Regions from separate parts of the Hordeum vulgare genome. Here all the other regions are linked to region 1. Evidence: chromatin contacts called from public Hi-C data. All regions are on one chromosome and are shown on one strand. Each heading gives the region's core, a stretch centred on a gene start, on an enhancer-like site or on the middle of the called end of the contact. The rest is flanking DNA. Distances are from core to core; before and after follow the strand shown. Region 1 has its middle 180 kb from the start of LOC123426603. Region 2 has its middle 140 kb from the start of LOC123430236. Region 3 holds the start of LOC123426603 (probable BOI-related E3 ubiquitin-protein ligase 3).

Evidence for each region. A called contact is a pair of places that touch in the nucleus more often than the background predicts.
Region 2: a Hi-C map of leaf shows a contact between it and region 1, with 5 times the contacts expected there. The contact joins two enhancer-like sites. A contact is called at or near these places in 2 of 6 Hi-C or Micro-C datasets (leaf and seedling).
Region 3: a Hi-C map of seedling shows a contact between it and region 1, with 2.9 times the contacts expected there. The contact joins the promoter of LOC123426603 here to the enhancer-like site in region 1. A contact is called at or near these places in 2 of 6 Hi-C or Micro-C datasets (leaf and seedling) and 1 of 1 datasets of contacts at active chromatin or transcription factors (embryo).

Annotation. Positions count from the first base shown.
Region 1 is chr2H:451,125,698-451,129,965 of MorexV3_pseudomolecules_assembly, forward strand. No RefSeq gene overlaps it. Among protein-coding and RNA genes, the nearest start is that of LOC123426603, 180 kb to the left of the region's middle. Within about 2 kb of position 1,619, at least 3 of the 3 cell types and tissues checked have open chromatin away from gene starts, as enhancers often do. A contact at or near this core is called in leaf and seedling, where this site is marked.
Region 2 is chr2H:451,291,506-451,295,651 of MorexV3_pseudomolecules_assembly, forward strand. No RefSeq gene overlaps it. Among protein-coding and RNA genes, the nearest start is that of LOC123430236, 140 kb to the right of the region's middle. Within about 2 kb of position 2,191, at least 3 of the 3 cell types and tissues checked have open chromatin away from gene starts, as enhancers often do. A contact at or near this core is called in leaf and seedling, where this site is marked.
Region 3 is chr2H:450,942,137-450,946,570 of MorexV3_pseudomolecules_assembly, forward strand. It overlaps LOC123426603 (probable BOI-related E3 ubiquitin-protein ligase 3), which reads left to right and starts at 3,028. Exons shown (of 2, transcript XM_045110466.1): 1 at 3,028-3,547; 2 at 3,652-4,434. The coding sequence starts at 3,101. The coding sequence ends at 4,179.

The DNA.
Region 1 (4,268 bases), core at 369-2,868:
GCCGGTTTCTGGCAATACCACCTCTACCCTCACTTTGTGGATTTTGGGGACACTATTCGCCGACGTGCCGTGGCATCCCGCACATGATGCAGTGGATTCGGTCACGACACTCAACACGACGGTGACGCTTACTCAGACATCAAAAGCAGCAGCTGCAGAAGCGCCTTAAGAAGGACTCACGAGTGTGGTCAGCATTGAATCCTCCACGACGCTTCGTCCGATGCGCTCCAAGGCGCGCACCCGAGCGCTGTAGATCGGGGTTGGGGCGCCGGTTCTTCTCGTGGTTGACATCAGTTCAGCTATCGTCCATGCCGGAAGGGGCAATTTGGACAACACGGGATGGTGCGACTACGATGGATTTAAGGCGCGGGGCGGGAGGCGACACCGGATCCGCCGAGCTAGAGGGTGTCGCGTTCAGCTGCAGTGCGGCGTGCTACGGATCCGCGGCGTCGAGGCCAGATCTGGAGAGCCCTCGAGCGGCATTTCCGGAACTACACACTGAACGAAGGAAACATGTGTTTCCCTCGCGACAAGGTCCGGTCCGAGGCTTAAGCCTGCAGCACGCGAGGGTGGGGGAGGAGTCATGGCCATGAAGGCTTGGTTGGTGGCCGCCGCGGCCGGAGCAGCCAGCGTCGCAGGGCCGGGGGTAGAAACAAGGTCTCTCCGCTTATTTTTGAAGTAAGGTTTGATCATCCATATATTTCTTTAGCATCAATTAAATGTGTTAGATCATCTATACATACTAATAAAAGAAATATATTTTCTTAATCCGTCATTGCTATTTTATAAAAAAATCCGTTCATGTTAGTGATATTAAACTTGTAGTATATATCAAATGTTTTTTTAAATACCCACATCTTCTAAATTGTAACTCTAAATTTAACATGCTATACATGAAATTTGATTAGAGAAATATGTCAAATCTGAATATAATGTCATTTAGGATGCAATTTTAATCAATAATGCATTATCCGTCTTTCTTTCATACCAGCATTGATCTAGAATATGAGTGAATATCTCAGAAAAATCAGGATTAGAGACGAAATTGAAGATCACTTGTCCGTTTGTTTGTATGTATTAAACTACATGCAAGCCGTGTTTAAATAGAAGAAACCGTGAAATCTTGAAATGGGCTTTTGTAGGCTAATATTATTTTTATTTAGACAGTAGGTACAAATATTCGGATTATAGACCATTTTCTTGTAAATTTAAAACATGTGGTATTTTTTTTTGCTAGTGTTATGTTAAAGTCTATAAAAAGGGTGAGAACGATTAATTTGGCCGCATCAAGATGTGCAAGCATGAAAGCGAGCGATCACGACAACCTCACAACTGTGGCTGGCCTTGATGTGATGCTGCGTGGTCCTGTGCTCGTACGACAAAAACCAGATCTGTTTTGCGCGGATGGACGGTTGACGCCTGCACAGTGCTACGAGCGACCCTCCCTAATCAAAATTGTCCAACCGAGGAGTACAAATCAAGACGAAGGCATCATCATTCATCAGTACGCTACAGTGTTGAGTTGCCACGGATGACGCAACGGCGATGTGCTACCGCACACGAGCATACGACACATCCCGCGATTCGCTCCCGTGCGCGCGCGCCCACAGTCCACAGATGGACATGGATGGATGGATCCCACCGCCGCGAGCAGCTACTGCCGCTGCACGCATGATGCTGCTGTCTGCCTAGTTACTTCCGGAAGACAAACCTCTCTTTAATATCAGGACCATGGCAGCCTAGCTAACGGCCCCACCGGCACAGGTGCCGTCGCCGTGCAGATGATTGCATCTCATCTCCTGATGCAAAATTTCGTATTTTGATTTTTACAAAGTTGACCGAGATCTAATCCTAATTTGTACGTACAAATTTTAGAATGTGACATTTACTCTACCGTCGAGTCCATGGTGATATGGTGTAACCGCCTACCGTTGAGGTTCGTGGCAGTAAAAAACTTATTCGGGTCAGCGCGAGCACCATTATCGTCAAATAGATTGACGGTAACCTGTATAATTCTACGGTCCAGTGTTCGATGATATGTACAAACATGCATTGTACTACGGTATGGCGTGCATGCCTAACGTTAGGGTCTTTGGCAATAGGCTGTTATATCATAGGGCTGCTACGCATCTATCGGTAGATATTTATTAAACATCCACCGCCTCGGCAGCCGTTAGATCTCGCGCGTAGCGTTCGATTCGTTTCTGTACTTAATTCCTGAAACGACGCTCGAGTTGCAGAAACTTTCGCTTTGTTGCAAAAAATAAATTTTGGATCCGTTAATTCCTCAAACAACGGTCGAGTTTCAGAAACAATTTGCTTGTTGCAGAATTTTTTTTCTTCGTCTTTCTGCAACATAAGTATTTTTACGGAGGAATTTTTTGCAACAACGGTCGAGTTTCAGAAAATTTTGCAACGAAAGTCACGTTGCAAAAGCAGGGGCGGCGGGGCGGTGACGGAGGGGCACGCGAGGCCGCGGGCAGGCTGGCGGTGCCGCGCGCAGGCCGGCAGCGGAGTGCGGCGGGGCCACACGCAGGCCGGCGGCGCCACCGATCAGGGGTGGCGGGCCTTGTGGCAGGCCGGCGGGGCCGCAGGCGGGCGACGAGCAGGGGCGGCGACGGAGGGCACGCGAGGCCGCGGGCAGGCCGACGCCGGAGGCCGACGGCGGAGGGCGGCGAGCCGTAGCAGGCCGGCGGCGGCGACGTTGTCGGGGCCGAGGCGGAGGCGGAGACATGGACTGGACAGTTTCCGAAACAACGCTTCAGTTACGGAAACAACAATCCAGTTTCAGAAAACGTCAAGAAACGATTGCGATGACGGGATCGAACGGACGAGCAGGTGATGGATGGATCGCGCAGATCCGCCGGTTGAAGGATAGACTTTTCCTATATCATATCGTTATGAACCTAATGAAAGAATAAAAGATCTCGAAATTTTAACAAACCAGGATCAGATCTCAATCAATTTTCATAAAAGGGTTAAAACACGAAATTCAGCCTCCATTATAAAAAGAAAAATATCCAACGACCGGACACGTGCTGGCATTACTACGCTACGCAGTACTCGGGCGCAGACGAGCCCCCTGAGCTGAGCTGGCTGGGGCTTGGTTACACAAGTTTGTTTGAGTTTTTTTTCTCCTTCTCATGGTGGATGCATTTAGAGCTATTCATGCTCTACAGCAACCGTTCGGTCCAACGCTGTTTGCTGCCGCACCGGTCTCTCTCTCGCACGGCACGGTGGGGGTGGGGGTGGGCAGTGGCTGTCCGATCCCGTTCATACCAACAGTGGTCGGGTGCAGCAACCTGTACCCGGCCTGGACCAGTGCTGATTAACAGGTGGTGGTGGACCGCTGGTGGTACTGTCCAGTACTCTCTGGGTTTGCCTTTTCGCCGTTCCGGCGTGGGGTCTACTAGACCTGATCATTCCTCTCCCATGACGCCAATGACCAGAATCCATGAGAGTGATGGGCGACGGCGATGTGTGGTCCCGCGTGCTGGGTGGATCGGCGGCACTGCTCAGTCGACCAAGCAGTGCCGGGAGATGGGAGCAGCTGGGGCCTACGCAAAACATTGCAACTACTCGGTTCGTTCCCGTGATAATGTACCCATACCCAACGGAAAACACACTAATCAAACTTACTCCGACCCAAATAAATAAATGTTAAGTGTAGTAAGAACATCTACAGCTCGACGCCTTAAATCTATAAAAAAAGACTGGACAGGCCGTCCGGTTAGTGATCGGTTACAACAAATTAATTCAGCCGGATCCCTTAAACGGGTCTCAAACGGTCATGCTGACCGACATTTCTGATATCCAGACCAAATATGAGAAGGATATAGGGAAGTCTGGGCGCGTCCGGGCACGCCCGCTTCATCGGCCTGACGGCTTGGCCTCAGCGTAAATTGCACCAAATTCACCCCGCGGAACAATCGGATCCATTTGTTGTTTTACTCTCTTCTTCCTCCTGCGTCGTTTGTCTCGCAGCTCCACCGCCATGCGTGCTCTGTCGTCGTTCCTAACTTGTGCCTTGCCAGCTCCGCTAGAGGAGTCTTTTTTCCCTTTCTGTCTGCAGAGGACGCGTCGTCGGCCAGGAAAACACCGCGGTACGTCTCACAACTCTCTACGTGTGCCTTGCGCTGGATGCGTTCGACACAATGTTTGATCGGAATTTTTGGTCATATTTTTAGGGGAAACGATGGATTAGATACTTCGTCCAACGAGGAGTATGGACCGACGGAGCTTGATGAACTGATTGAACATGAGTTCTT
Region 2 (4,146 bases), core at 941-3,440, 170 kb after region 1:
GTCGTATGGGTCGAAGATTGGAAGGAGGGAGCCCGCCGGCTGGCGGGTCACCCGAAGCCGGAGGGACGAGGGTCGAGTCGTGAGTCGGTCGAGTCGTTCGGAGTCGGTTCGTTGGAGCCGACTTTTGAGGGGCCGAGCCGGACCCGATATTTTTGAAAACAGACATGAAGGGAGGAGAGGCTACGCCGGGGTTATCCACCCGACATTATGCCTATGGTTGGGTCTTGTCCACCACATCATCGTCCTAATGATGTGATCTCATTATCAAATGACAACTCATGTCTATGGTTAGAAAACGTTAACCATTTTTTATCAACGAGCTAGTCTAGTAGAGGCTCACTAGGGACACAATGTTGTTTATGTATCCATACATGTATCTAAATTTCGAGTCAATACAATTCTAACATGGATAACAAACGTTTATCATGAATAGAAAATATGATAATAACAATTTTATTATTGCCTCTAGGGCATATTTTCAACATTTAGAATAATGTTAGACCACCAAGACCTCTTTGGTTCAAAGGATTTTAAAAAATATAAATATTTCAAAATTATTAGAGATTTATTTTCTACACTAGAGCATTATAGATTTCTAGCTGTAGGTCTAACTTCTTGGGTCATTTTCGGATATAATACACTAAAGGGTCACGTTATTTTGTCATAGCTCGCCATTTTCTTCATTGGTAGTAACCGTTGTAAATAAAGGCTTGATAACCAAGTTTTGCTCTCCGTTGTGAGAGCTCTATGCCTCTATCCATGCTAAGTTACTACTATCTACTTAATTACTATCTTTTTTCATGTTTACTAGTCCCCTCTTATTGTGGGTTATATTTTGACAGTGATTTTAACTAACAAAATATAAGTTATACATAGGCAAATATTATCATTGAAAACTCCATTCAAATACGAATTCAACAATTTAACTTTTGATGACATGCATTAACATTTTGTTAGGCAATATAATCAAATTTTGACCCAGAAGAGGACTAATAAACGCATACGTATAGTAATGATGATAACGAAAGGAGTAGAAAGAACTCCGCAAAAAAGAAAAACTGTAGATGTTGTAGCGGTAGCGACGGGCACTGGCAACGATGTGACGAGAAATCTTTCCCGGCGGGTACCAATCCATCTCTTTCTCCTGTCCACACTTGAAATTTCACACACGCGCGGCAACTACTACCGACCTAAACCTCTCAACTAAACCAAACTTAACACATGCCTAGTCGAACCTGGAAACAACGTCAATCCATCTCGTAGCAAGTGGACAGGAAAATGGGGACGCATCCAAATTACGGGTGGTCCATATGCGTGTCCCGTCATTTTTCTGTAGGCGAGTCTATTTTAGTTGCTCGCAGCCAGGCGCAGTGCACGTCAAGCTATAATCGTGGTGGTGTCATTTGATGCCAACCTGCCATGCTTTCCTGAATGTGATTAGTGCGTCCGTTCTTTTCAGCTGAATTTGTTGAAGTTGACGGGATGGAGACGTCCAGTAGCTAGCTAGGGAGATAGAGGCCATCATACGGATGGAGTAGTAGCTTGTTTGAGCTATTGGATTGGATTGGGTGTTATACGACTTGACCATGAAATGGCTCATTAATGTAGTTTATTGAAGTGGTTGGACAAAACGTTGGTCTGGCCTAACGAGTGGTATAATGTGGAGATAAATCAACACAAAACCGTGGCGTCCAAACAAAATTTGTATAGCCCATCTTGTTCGACAAAGACGGTGAGAAGATAGACGTTGAAGCCTTTGTGCTTTTCTTGTGGAGCGAGCCACATCACGCTCACGGTGTCCGGTCCTGCGGTTAATCTTCTTGGTTCAAGCGAGGACGGTTGGACGAAAGTGACAAAGCAACCCTAGCAATGACTCGAGATGACACGGCACTGGCAGCTGGAATCCATCCATTCTTTGTCAACAAAGTAGACGACGCTGACGTGAAGACGTGACAAAATATTCGGCACATAATTGCATACGATGGAGCTTTGTTTTCTTGGTGACATGGACGGTACACTAGCATCCCCGCCCGGCTTATCTTGACCAGCAAAGGCAAAGGAAGTAGAGTAGTACTGGTGGTAGTGGAAGAGATAAATCGCACGCCGAGAGAAGAGAAGGCCGCCGCGCGGCGTGCATGCGGCCACGCCGCGTCTCGAAAGCCCCACCACGCACGGCACGGCACGGCACGGCGTATTCGCCGTTGGCTTTTCCTGGCGTCCTGGTCATCGTGCCGTGCTGCGGCGCCCACTGTTGAACAGTACGTGGCGCAGCTGTCGCATGCATGCATGCATGCATGTGTGTCACACGCTTGCCCCCCGGGTACAACAAACCGTGACAGCGGCACGGAGAGATTTTTTTTTTTTTTTTTTTTGAGGATACGGAGAGAGATTTTTGAGTACTCCATCTTTTGGTTCCAGCCTACTAGTTTGTCATAGGGTAAATTTCATTTTTGAAAAGCTGCCGAACAGAATCCCGCAGATACCGCTGTCCCTGTTACTTGCAATTTTTATCACTCCTCCTTTCATCAAAACTGAGCGGAGCAGAGCAGTGCGCCAGCAGCGATATGATATGTGATGTGGCCACCTGCCCGTCCGACTGTACCTGTACGCGTTGCAGTTGCTGCACCAAACAGAAAAGTGAAAGAAACCGAGTACAGTAGGAGCACCTCTGCCTCTATCTTCACTGCTTCCACCAAACGACAGGCGAGGCAGGCAGGACTACGTGCTGCGCTGCGCTGCCATGCATGGATCTGCATCTGCCAACTCACCCCGGTTGCCGCAGAGAAGGAACCAAACAAAACAAAACAATACACATGGCCTCACGGATCCTCACTGCTGGACGGGCATCCACTGCGAGACTAGTAAATAACTGTACGATTCATTGGCAGTTCGGCACGGTGCAGTATTGGTGATGCAAGGATTAGAAGCTGCCACTGCAAGCAGCATGGCGTCTCGGGCGGGCGCCCCTATGTCTCGCTCTGAGCAAAACAAAGGGAAGCTCTCGCTTCGGGGAGCCCCAGACGGGCCGGCCCGTCCGCGCAGGAGGACACTGCCTGCTTTTCTGTTTTTTTTTCTTCTTTTTGTTTTATTTTTGTATTTTTTATACTTTAAAATAGTATGTATCTATATATACACAAGGTAGTACATAAAACATGGGTTTACCTACACCCAATAGTAGGAGGTATTTTTTACAAGAAACAATCTTCAAAAAAACATTTAAAAAATGTTGAACAACTATCAAAACTGTTTTATAATTATTTTAAAATGTTAAATAATTAGTAAAAATGTTGAAAAGGTATTTGTAAAATATTGAATAGATTTTAGAAAATATGGAAAATTATAAAATAAAAATTGAATGAGTATTAAAAATTGTTTAATGAGTTTAGTAAATTTTGAACAATTAAACATTTTTTAATACTTAATGTGGAATGAGTATTTGATAAATGTTAAAGAAGTATTTGATAAATGTTTAATTGAATGAGTATTTTATAAATGTTTAATTGAATGAGTATTAAAAAATTGAATGAGTATTAAAAAATGAGTGGAATAACGGTCGTTTGGACTTAAGTTGATTCGCCCTAATGTTCTGTCATGCACCCAAGGAAAGCGCAATGGCAAGCTACCGTGTCTCCAAAGCACGAGACCAGGGTTCAAATACGGTGGGTTCCATATTTTCTTTGTCTTTTTTTCCTTTTACTGTGGGCGTGCATAAATGCGTCGGCCAGTGTAGACCTTCATTGAGACGATCGTTCCATCTTGCTCATTTTTGAGTATAAATGTTCAGAACCTCCTACGAGGCGCTCGTTGTAGCGAACTGCAGAGCGAACCCACAGCGGGGGTCTGCCGACTGACCCGGACGAGTTTTTTTGTCTTAAGAAAATCTGAAATTATACTTTTTTACTTTTTTCTGTTCCTGTTTTTCCTTTTTTCTTTTTATTTCCTTTATTTTTTCGTTCATTTTCTTTTCGTTTTTCCTTTTCTTTCGAATTTGAAGCAATGATATTTTTCGAATTTAAAGAACATTTTTTGAATTTATGAACAATGTCTGAAAAATGATTATTTTTTGAAATCCGAAACATTTTTGAAAAGAAAGAACGTTTAAAAATTATAATTTTTTTTAAAACACAAGGCTAGTTAAAATTTGAA
Region 3 (4,434 bases), core at 1,778-4,277, 180 kb before region 1:
ACAAACTATCATGCATTTCTTCATAAGGAGACGGTTGGTCATATAATTCAGCAAATCGTTCCACATAATCAACCACAGTTGACTCCTGCGCAATGCAAAATGCGTACCTTACGAGTGTTTGTTGTTGTTTGCGACTGAATCTGTTCATCAGGAGCTGACAGAACTCTGGCCAAAACAGATTTGGTGATCTGCGTTGCACTACTTCCAACCATCGCGCTGATGCGCCTTCAATCTGGGAAGTGGCGAACAAGATCCAGCTTGCCGCGGGAGTGCCCCAAAGCTTGAAGTAATCCTCGCAACGAGATTGCCAAGGCGGCGGATTCATGCCGTCGAAATGGGGCAATTCCGCATGAGGAACAGATCCATACGCGTGGGACACATCGGGAAACAGCAAGCTCACGAGGGAAAAAGTTCAGGGGAAGAGCCAGAATCACGCGCACCTCTAACCAAAGAAGGCACATAAACATGATGTGCCTTCCCCCGACGGAATTTGTCGAAGCCAAGGGGATTCGCCACGAGTTACTCGCGACCGCCCCCAACCTCCTTGTCAGCCGATGAACTCGCTTGCTTGCATGCGTTCTCGTCCTTGCCGCATCGCTCAAGCTCCGCCAGGATGTTCTCGATGTTGAGGTTGACCTCGGCCCTAGCGCCATCTATCCGCATGAAGATGAGGCCGTCGAGGGCCGCGGTGGTGTCCTTGAGCATTTGACTAATAGACTGGATAATCTCCTCGCCTTCCGCCTTGAACTTGTGGTCTAGCGCCTCAGCGAAGTCCGCTCGGAGAAGTTCCTAGATCTGTTGCCCTTTCGAACACAACTTGTCGATGGTGACTCTCTACTGCTGTAGCTTGAATCGCGTAGCGTAAATGTAGCGTAGAATCGATCAAAAAGCTCTGTGTACAAGATGTAAGGATTCTTCTATTATTATTGATAGATCTAGGGTTCTAGAGAAGTCTTAGGTGTCCATCTAACTACCTACACAGCAATGCTCTCTACATACGCTTCTCTGTGTCCTCGTCGAAGCCACCCGTCGCCAACCACCGTTCTCTAGCTTGATGAATGCTTAAGTAACAGGATACCGTTACACCCGTCTTAGTGGATCTAGTATGGGTTTGCAAGCCGCTGGAAAGTCTTGCGATCACGAGTGGGCCGGCCTGTTGGCCCACGACTCGGTTAGCTGGCTTCCCGTTGCTTCTTCTCATCATCTTTAGAGTCGTGTGTATTGACACTCGGAACGCTGACAGATGGTTGGGTCAATTTTTTATGACCGATCAATAAGCGGGCGGGGTGACCAAACGAAAAAGGTATGAGGGGTTCGGGTTGGGACAAGTTTTACTGTTTTGACCTTTTTGCGAAAGTTAAGCCGGATTTGACCTTGGTTTGATTTTTTTTGAAACTGACCCTTTTGCTAACGCCGGATACCTTGACGGTATAGTATAACAACCTATCGCCGAGGTCCCTGGCGGTAGGAAAACGGCTTACCGTCAGGGTGTCTGGCGGTAGCGCTGTGACCCTACCGTCAAGGGGTCCGGCTGTAGACACTCGCGCGCACTCAACCCGCAAGTTAGCCATTTTTTACCCTAGGCGTGCAATTTTACCGTCAGAGGCCTTAGTGGTAGGTTGTGGGCTCTGACGATAGCAAAATGGTCAGATCCGATTTCTTTTCCAACCGGAGTCAGATCCTGATGAACTTCAAAAAAAGATAAAAACTGTGAATTTGGCCTCGGGTTGAAGAAACGTACAAATAGTCCGGATTATAGATGCTCTAATAAACTGGCTAGGTGTGCATGCACGGGGACGTACGGGAGATCTCGATGTCGATGTGCCCAGCGCCCAGTACTACGCTATAGCGCGCACAGTCTGAGGGTGTAGAGTCGTGCACTGTACTATGCTAGTATCGCGTTATAATCATCGTCACCGGCGTGGCAGCACCGTCTGCATGATTCCCAACAGTACCGGTTTGGTGCCGGAGGGGAGAGAGAGAGAGAGGGAGGGTGGCTGGTGAGTTGGGAAACTGGCCCACAAGCGTCGTGGCCGGCGTGAGACGCGATCAAGCCTACTGTAGTAGTAGGAGTACGTATATATGGACCCTTGCTGTTGGTGGTGCTCCGTGCCGCGGCAGCACCGGAGGTGCCGTGCATGCAGGTGCGTCCCGCAGAATGGTCGGTCGGTGCGGCGCCTTTACGGGCGGGTGGCTGTTACTTCCAGCTTTCATGGCCGCCACGAGCGGCCCGTGGCCGGCCCTGGCTGACTGGCAGGTTGGAGTGCTGCTACCACTCTGGCAGTGGTACTGTGGATCGTGGCTGCCGACGCCGCTCGATTAGCTGGTTTGGCGATGTGTCATGTGTGTGCCAAGCCAAATAAGCTCCTTGTTTGCATGTGCCTGCCTGCTTGATTGGTGCTCAACATTAACTAGTCCAGTAGAGTACGTGCCCCGTCGCCTGGACCCAGATCAATCAGGGCAGGGCAGGGCAGGGCAGGGGCAGCGCTCCGTCAGAGATGCACGAGGGCGACCACCACTACCCTGCGCTCTTTCCGTGATCAGCAGGACCAGGACCAGGCTGCTATCTAGATCCGGTTCTGCAGGGCGCGTCTTGAATTCTTGATCACTCGCTTGGCGTTTCCACAGGATGTGTAGCTAGCCTGATGCCACCGCCAACCTGCCCCCATTTATTGAATTCAGCTGTTATCCGGCCCCGCGAGCTTTGATTTGCGCGTCTCCCCTGGGATCTTTTCTTTTTTAGCAGCAGCCGTACGTTGGGATCGCATCACGCAATCTGTTTGGACTTTTGACCGCAAACAAATTACTCCACCGTCTCTCTAGGTGGTCTTCATCTTTGGGACGGACGGCCCCGTCCTCCATCTGCGTCTGCATGGATGGATCGTCCATCCATTATTTCGCGGGTCAGTTGCCCAACGTGCAGGTGCAGTGGCGTCACGTGTCCTCCCACCAGAGTGCCCTGCCGCTTCAACTCATGCCTCTTTCCCCAACCGCAAACGCGGACGCGTATATAAAACCTCCCTCCCTCCCTCCAAGCCCACGACCGTCTCCCCATCCGTTTCCCTGTCCTCTCTCTCTTCGCACGCCGTAGTAGTTGGCCATGGCCGTGCAGGCGCAACATCTCTCCCACGCCTTCCCCCACGACCTCCACGCCTACAACAGCATTAGTGCTCTGGAGGATGACCTGACGGCCGGCTCCCTCCTCTTTCCCGAGAACCTCAAGCGCGGGCCGGAGTTGGAGGGTGTTGGGAACACGGTGTTCGCCAACGTTCCGCGCGTCGATCTCACCTGGCACGACAGCGCCCGCGCCCACGGTTTTGCGCAGAGGAAGCGGCCGCGCGTCGTCCCGGAGGCGCCTTCATACTTGGAAGATCAGCGCGGGCAGGGGCTTGTGCCCGTCGCCGTCGGTGATGTGCTGACCAGGGCGGTGGGCTCCGACGCGGCGTCCACCAGCGGGAGGATGATCAATGCCGCCGGCCCGCCGCAGGACCTGCTCTCTCAGATGTACCGCCAGGGCATGGAGATCGATGCAGTCCTACGACTCGAGGTACGTACTACGTACGATTTTGTTCATGGGAACTCTAGCTAGTTCTTGGTTTGATCGCGCGGCGTTTTGATTCTTGGTGCCTGATTCTGATGGACGTTGTGCAGACCGACCGCATGCGCGCGGGGCTGGAGGAGGCGCGACGGCAGCACGTCAGGGCGCTGGTATCGGCGGCGGAGCGTGCTGCAGGGAGGCGGCTGCGGGCCGCGGAGGCCGCACTGGAGCTGGCGCGCTGCCGCAACGCCAAACTGTCAGAGAGGCTCAGCCAGATTTGCGCCGAGGGTCAGGCGTGGATACGCGTCGCCAAGAGCCACGAAGCAGTCGCCGCCGGCCTCCAAGCTACACTCGACCAGGTCCTGCAATCGCCTTGCGCTGCCGTCAACTCCGCCGGAGCGGATGGAGAGGGCGACGCCGAGGACGCGCGGTCCTGCTGTTTCGAGACCCCCGCCGGCGACCACGCCGCAGGATCCAAGGCGTCGGCGGTGGCGTGCAGGGCTTGCGGCGAGGGCGAGTCGTGCGTGTTGCTGCTGCCGTGCAGGCACCTGTGCCTCTGCAGCGCGTGCGACGCCGCCGTCGACACTTGCCCTTTGTGCGCGACCGCCAAGAACGCGTCGCTGCATGTCCTGCTCTCGTGATTCAAGCTTGCGCGCGTCGAAGCAACGGGGCCTTCTCCGAAACGGCTTGCGATAGGGAAGTCAGCTGGCCTCAGCTGGCTCGATCAACTTGCCCATGTTACTTACTTTCGGACATGGATGGCACGAACCGAATGCAATTTCAGATAGAGCGCCATAGTTTGATTTTAGCGTTGTGGTTTTCCAAGTAGGGTTAGGGTGTATTTTGTTTAGGATTTTGATAACCAGCATCGTCGCTTGGAAGAACATGACAAATTG